Linked DNA regions of Danio rerio: region 1 is linked to region 2. A link is a contact called in public Hi-C data. All regions are on one chromosome and are shown on one strand. Each heading gives the region's core, a stretch centred on a gene start, on an enhancer-like site or on the middle of the called end of the contact. The rest is flanking DNA. Distances are from core to core; before and after follow the strand shown. Region 1 holds the start of gde1 (glycerophosphodiester phosphodiesterase 1). Region 2 holds the start of si:dkey-246e1.3.

What was found. A called contact is a pair of places that touch in the nucleus more often than the background predicts.
Region 1: a contact with region 2 is called in a Hi-C map of embryo, with 3 times the contacts expected there. The contact joins the promoter of gde1 here to the promoter of si:dkey-246e1.3 in region 2. A contact is called at or near these places in 1 of 18 Hi-C or Micro-C datasets (embryo) and 1 of 4 datasets of contacts at active chromatin or transcription factors (embryo).

What each region holds. Positions count from the first base shown.
Region 1 is chr22:27,566,140-27,569,828 of GRCz12tu, forward strand. gde1 (glycerophosphodiester phosphodiesterase 1) reads right to left here and starts at 1,506. Exons shown (of 6, transcript NM_200243.1): 1 at 1,051-1,506. The coding sequence starts at 1,317. It overlaps tmem186 (transmembrane protein 186), which reads left to right and starts at 3,351. Exons shown (of 2, transcript NM_001135984.1): 1 at 3,351-3,382; 2 at 3,654-3,689. The coding sequence starts at 3,374.
Region 2 is chr22:27,809,111-27,812,777 of GRCz12tu, forward strand. si:dkey-246e1.3 reads left to right here and starts at 2,310. Exons shown (of 3, transcript XM_701337.9): 1 at 2,310-2,434; 2 at 2,617-2,713. The coding sequence starts at 2,350. It overlaps LOC141380292 (rho-associated protein kinase 1-like), which reads right to left and starts at 926. Exons shown (of 3, transcript XM_073937750.1): 1 at 482-926.

The DNA of each region.
Region 1 (3,689 bases), core at 256-2,755, 240 kb before region 2:
GAGTTAATTAAGAAATTCCTGGAATACCAAGAAAAGAAATTAACTTATTGCAAAGATATTGAAAGTCAGAAGTCAGTCGCTTTCCTTTAGACCAGAGATTCTCAAAGTAGGGCCCGTGGAACTATAGCTGGCCCATTGTAACTTTTTATTTGGCCCACCATCCCATCTGAGAGGAGAGTATGATCGAAATAGTTAGGGCGAATGCCTTTAACATAGAGATTGTCATTTCTACACTGTGAAACCCAAAAAGTTAAGGTACCTCAAACCATTTGAAGAAACCTATTGCAACAAACCATTATGGTTCAAAAACTAATCCTAATGAGTTCTGTGAGGTTTTTAATTGACTCGTTGCCTTCAAAACTGAGTTCAAAACTCTTTTCAAATGAGTAGAATTAACTTTCAGTCAATTCTGAGTTAACTACACTCGCATGTAATTTGGTGTAATCTTTTTTATTTGTTTTACTGCTGAGCGACAAAAAAAGCAAACTAAAATTAAATGTTTCAATTGAATGTTGTAAATGAATCTGATTTTATAAAATGGAAATGCTGTCACTTGATGGATAGAAGACTATGCAGAACACATCGGCAAGACAAAAACTAGTGTAATTTTGTTATACATTAGATTTTGTTTTTACTATAATATATTTATTTTAAAATGTAAAAATATACTGTAATAATATATGTAATAATAATTTGTAATAATACAAAGATATGTTTTATAGCCATTTTTAAACTATTAGATAAATTAGCAAATTACCCATTTTAAATGACCTCATCTTTATTTACCTTCTTCGACCCACTAGCCTCAATCAAGTTTGGTTTTTGTCCCTTCATAAGAAAAAGTTTGGGCACCCCTGCCCTGCTTAGACCCATATATGCAAGGGTTTAACAACTGTACCAATTTGGACTAAATACACTCAATACAAAATATCTCTCCACCTCTGTCATTAAATTATGTGACACTTTTTTGTTTGGCATATTAGCGTCATGTATTGTCTGTAAATGCATTATATGCATTAATATTAATCAGAAACACACTGATGTGCTCACCGCTCTTATAGCAGCTATAGTGTTCTCTGGGGCGTCGTGTCCTCCACCGCGGTGAGCCACCGCCGACACGCCGCCCGCAGGCACTCTGGAGCCGGGCTGCAGCACCTGTCTGGTCCGGCTGGAGGGAACCTGAGGGAACCGAAACATCACCAGAAACAGGTAGAGAGAGGCCGCGAGCACCGTGGGCCACACAGCGCTCCTAGTTCCCACCAGAACCACGACGAAAACAGTAGAAAACAGTACGAGTCCATCTCCCAACTGAAGCATGATGAGGAAATGATCCTACAAACCCAAAACAAGAGCTATTTCTGCAACAAATCAGTCAACACGCAGGATCTGCGCTGCTCTCGAAGCTGTCAGATGAAATCCGCATTGCGAGTGTCCTCAAACTGTCGTGTTCGGTCTTGGCTCATTCATTGCCACACGTCTGTCTGTCAACATATCGCTTGCATGAATGAACTGCCATTAAAGTGTATTAATGACATAACGAACACATTGCGAAATTGCTCCCGTGACCCGATCGACTTGCTGACTTCATCACAATTGAGAGTGTTAATTAAATATATCCCACACAGTGTCATACCATGCGAATAACTTATTTTGTCTACTTGAGGAACAATTAAAGTACAATATAAAATACAAGTATTAGACGCGATGCTTTGATGGACACTTTCTGCAATGTAACAAAAATGAAAGTCCTGCGACTCCATGAAGGACTTTTGAGCGAAAAAACTGTCCGATTTATTAAAAACAATTATGAAATGAGATAAAAACTAAAAATAGAATCATTATTACCGGTTTCAATTGCGGGAAATATTTATCATTTGATGTGTTTATTTAACTGAATTTTAGTCATGGCAACGGAAGTACTTTTATTTTGGAGTATGCTAGACTTTCTATCAAGTCCAGCTTCACATCGCTTAGGGTAGTTGTGCTCAAATTTAGATTTTAAAATTAATTTATCGGTATTTTTTTTTAACAAATTACTTTAAACATTGATGTTACCAGCGTGCGAATTATACATTGACGAACGAATGGGTCAACTTTTTTGATAGTAGTTTGGTAATACATTCTTCAGTGAATCAAATGTATTAATGTACTAAAATTACACCTCATTTATTATTAAAATGTATACGCTTTCAGTGTATTGATATTTAGTGATTTTTTAGAAGTTGCTGAAGGTCAAAATACAACTATTTTACAAGAAGTGTTTTGTGAAAACTTGAGATGTCTATCGGTGCCAGTTTCAGACTGTTGTTGAATGATATTTTTTCTTAGTATTGATTGGGGCGATTATATTTTCACACATGGTATGAACCATTATAAGGGTATATTTATTATGTTATAAATTTTTTATTTTCAATATTTAATTAAAGAGCTATTAAAGAGCTGACCCCCCCTATTCATCTTGTTTTAATGTCCTTCAGGGGGGACAAAGAAGTGTTAATGAGGGGTCAATCCCCCCACCCTCCAACCCCCCTGTAATTCGCACCCTTGATGTTACCCACGACACTTTTATGGTACTGAAACAATCAATTGTTTTTTAATGCTAAAATTTTTGCCAAAATTAGAAATAACGTGTCGAATAATAATATATAAATGCTTATTAATTGTTTTTATTTTCACTTTAATTAAATATTAATGACACCGAATAATTAATAACAAGGAAAATGTCATGCAAAATGAGAAATAAAATGCTTACTTTTTCACATCAAAGGAACAAATCAGTAAATAATAATAATAAAAAATAAATAAAATTACGGGATATATGTATATATAAATATATAAGGGATATATAAATTACAAAAAATTGCATAAGAAAAATTATTTCAGAATTGCACACATTCTTATAGCTTTTTTATTTGTTATGTCTTGTAGGGTTTCAATATGCATAAGATAAGTTTTAAACAAATAAATATTAGGCTTATCATTGGATCAGTTTTGTTTGTGTACATGGTACTTCCCATATATTATCATTAAATTAATAAACAAATTTTGCTCCAAGGTTTAGTTGTTATTATTGAATATCAAAAAATATTTTTACAAGAAAACTGAATTTTTAATTTAGTAAGTTTAAATATAAAATGTTCAACATCAAACCAAAATATTTGGGTATATGTGCATTCAACAAACAGGTGTTTTATCGATTCCTTCTCTAATTCACAAAAAGTGCACGTAGATTCCATGTCTCTAAAATATTTTTAACAACTTGTTTCAAAAACGATTTTGACAAGCGTTGATTTAAGGACTTTTATTTTGAAACGATACATAATATAACTCATGTCCAGCTTCACAGAAGAAGTGCGCGATGCACTGAACTTGTATGGACATGGTGAGTTCATTCAAAACTGAAATAATATTTAATAATAATGCGCGTTATTTAATTATGCTTATGTATTTTCTATGATTATCGCATATAAGAAGCTGGAACGCATAATCTGAGCCAACACAACAACTGCCTTTGTCAAGCACTGTTTTTATCAACATAATAAACAAGGTCAAATAGTCAATAGTCATGATGGTTACATTATCAAAATATTTTGTGTTGTTTTAATAATTAACATTAATAATAACTACTGTTGTGATGCTTACTGTCTCCTCAGATGATGATGTCAACAAGATTAATCCACCTTTCCCGT
Region 2 (3,667 bases), core at 1,060-3,559:
TTGCCCCAGGTTTCACTTACAAAGCTTTAGGCTTGTTCAAGACTAAAGTGCATGCTTGAGTTGTCTAAATTAAAATTTGCTGAGAGATATCTTAAAATAGCCTACATCAGTTTTATAGATTTCTCTCAAGATGCACAAAGATAATGTTTTTTTTTTTTTTTTTTCTAAATAATGTCTATTAAATATGCTTAAATAATTAAACAAGGCCTAGACCTGGGCTGCCCTTTGTGAAACCACTAATAATCATTATTCCCTTATAGACTAAGTTAGTGTTCTCCTTGATCCCAAGCTCTGTGGCAGCAATTTCAGAAATGTTTCTTGCTCTTTATGTGTTCAGGTGTTTGACAAATAATTTTATCGTCATGAAAAATTCTCTTTCCGTGCAAACGCAGCCAATGCCATAGATAAGTTACGCCAAAAGCAGAGTCGCAGTGCCATGGATTACCAGACAACAACGCATACAAACGTCCACCCAACATACCTGAGGGCAAATTCAGTGTTGTTTCTAGGGTCGAGAAAAACAAGCTCTTTCTGTTGAAGGAAGATGCCAGCAGGAAGACTTTCCAGACGGTTCCCGCTCATAAACACCTGCTGAAGGTTTGGGTTACCGATGAAACCTGAAGGGTTCAGGAATTTGAGTCTATCGTTTTCTCTTTGGCTCTTCAGGAGACCTCGCGGGAAACTCGTCGTTGAGTTAAAATACACAAACAGAAGAGCAGTTTACTCGTTTTCCAAATATTTAGGCTAGTGTTACTTGACCAATTGTTTATTTAGCGTAAATCACTAAAAAAAAAACTAATAATCATTTTAAAAACAAAAAGAATGTCTAAGCAAACATCCAAATTTAGTATTTCATTTAAAAATGATAACGTTTGACTCAGTTATACCAGAATATATATTGTATGTGTCTATACTATGTTATAATTGTTATGTAGCCTAAAACGTTGTTTTTAAAGTTTGCTCCTTAGAATGGTTTGACGGCCTGACTTGATCGCCAACACTGACATCTAGCGGTTGGTTTCTGTAATACATTAAATAAAATGTACAAAGTCAAACTGATGACAGACAAATAACTTTATCAGTTTACTGGTAAAAGTCCCTAATTAGTTATATTTTGTGCAAGCAGACCTTCGAAAATATGTTTTCTGCCATTTTCCAAGTAGTTTCCATGATAAGTCTAAAAACCATTTTAGGTTGCCAGTAGGCTACATTTAGCATGAGTTATAGTCAGAGAACATTGAATAGAAGTTATTCATTCATTCATTCATTCATTCATTTTCTAGTCAGCTTAGTCCCTTTATTAAGGGTCGCCACAGCGGAATGAACCGCCAAATTATCCAGCAAGTTTTTACGCAGCAAATGCCCTTCCAGCCACAACCCATCTCTGGGAAACATCCACACACATACTGTACTCATACACCACGGACAATTGAGCCTACCCAATTCTCCTGTACTGCATGTCTTTGGACTGTGGGGGAAACCAGAGCACCCGGAGGAAACCCACGCGCCAAGGCTCGAACCAGCGACCCAACGACCTTCTTGCTGTGAGGCGACAGCACTACCTACTGTACCACTGCTTCGCCCTGAATAGAGGTTATATTTATATTATTATAAGCGGCGGACATTAGATTGGTTCATAGTATGTCATCATACTAAGACACTGATAATTATGACCCATTTGAGCCGGGATTTAGCTATTCCCAGTGTCTTAAAAATACAAATGTGTTGCCAAGTTGATGTTTACATCTGAAGGCTCTTCAAAAATCTGCTCATCCTATAAATAGAAAGAACACTGGGGTCGTCTAATAATAGAAAAAATAACTATTTCAGAAAAGAACTTTGAAGGCTGTTCAAAAATAATATCTAACATAATTGTAAACAATGTGGGATATATGTGAGCATCAGGGGATTATTTCCAAGCATTCTCATGTAGAGAGCCAGAGATAATTGCGTAATATTGTTTTTAAAGTCCCAGATGAAATGAAGCATGAACACTAATGAACACAGACTTTGTGTTTTTCCAATCAGACTGCAACAGGCTTCGCAAAAAGAGATGCAACGAGTTTATTTTGCACAAATACTTACACCAAGTTTCCAAGTGAATCTTGTTTTCTGGATTCTTTGACACAAAAACGTTTCACTGTTTTGGTTGTGAATGTGGCCTGGATCTTTAAAGACCCCAAACTGTCAGCTGAATGAAGTTAGGGGGCCACCGGGGTGGTGAGGTAGCACATTTACCATGGAAACAAGTCCATTTGAGTCACATGGGCTCATACTAATGAGTATTCTGGCTGTCTCTTACTAGTCTGAGCAGTTTGTTGCTCACTTTTGGCCTATGGTATTGACAACATGAGTCTAACGGGGATCACTCCATCTCCTAACGGGACGGCATCATTCGAGACAGACAACACAGAAACACAAGCTACTCTCTATGGTGAGAAAAAGTGCCATTTTGATTTATCATTTACTTTACATTAAGGTGTTTGTGCTGTCTGTTTAAATTAATATTGTATGTGGATTAAATAAAATAAAATAATAGCGATTATAAATGTGCTCTTGCACTATTTATGCACAATTTCATCCATAAATCACAGGATTCTCACTTTCTTCACACAGAAGTAAAGATGTTCAACATCACCCTGTCTGCAGTAGCTCTGTTCATCCTGGCTGTGGCAGGAATTATCAGTTGTTTCTCATACCTGAGACACAGGAGGTGAGTGAAAAAAAAATCAGAAGTATTTAGGCATTATAACGTATGGATAATACTGTATCAATGCATTGTAGAAAAAAAAAATATTTTCCAAGATGTGAACTTCCGTTTTAATTAAAAGTGTTTATATGGTATGAAGTAAAGTCAGAAAAACCTAACAGACTTTTAAAATGTGTTTCGTTCAGAAGAAATATTTAATATTGTGCTTTCCAAAAAAACTTTGCATTCATTTTGCAAAAGTATTTTTGTTCCTTCTAGAAAGTTTTTGTTCCTATCTCAAAAGCACTGCATTCTTAAAAGAAACTTTGCATTTACTTGAAAAAAATATATATATTTCCTCAAAAAAAAAAAAAAAAATGCATTTCACCCAGAATGTTTAACCATTTTGCTTCCAACTCGGATTTTTGCTTTTGTTTATTTCTTCCTAGCAAGAGGTGTTTCCTTTAGAAAGTAACAAAACATTGTAATCCCCAAATAAATTGTGTGTACCCTGCATGGGGAAAGTTTGCAGTCTCTCCCAAAAGTACTGTTTCCAGAACAAGGTTTGCTAGCTAGTATTTTATTGCATTCTTCAATTAAATTAGTTTTCCCTTTAGAAAAATTGCTCTGTTCTCAAATGTATTGTGTTCCCAAGAAACTCAGAATATGCCTATAAATCTTTTGTATTTACCCCCAAAAATGTTCCCTTAACAAAAATACTGCTTTCTCTCAAGAAAGTTTGCATTCTTTCCTTAAATGCATTACATTAACCAGGGTTTTTGCTTCATTCATATTATTTAAATATTTACATTTCCCCAAGAATTGTATTCTCTCACAAATGTATTAGACTCATTCTTAACACCTACTTTTTGGATCTCAAATTAGCCGGCAACTATAGCTCTCTGCAACTCTCACATGGTATAACTACTGCTGCACAATAATATCCTTGGGGGTTCTCTTCTCATTTTTAAACAATGT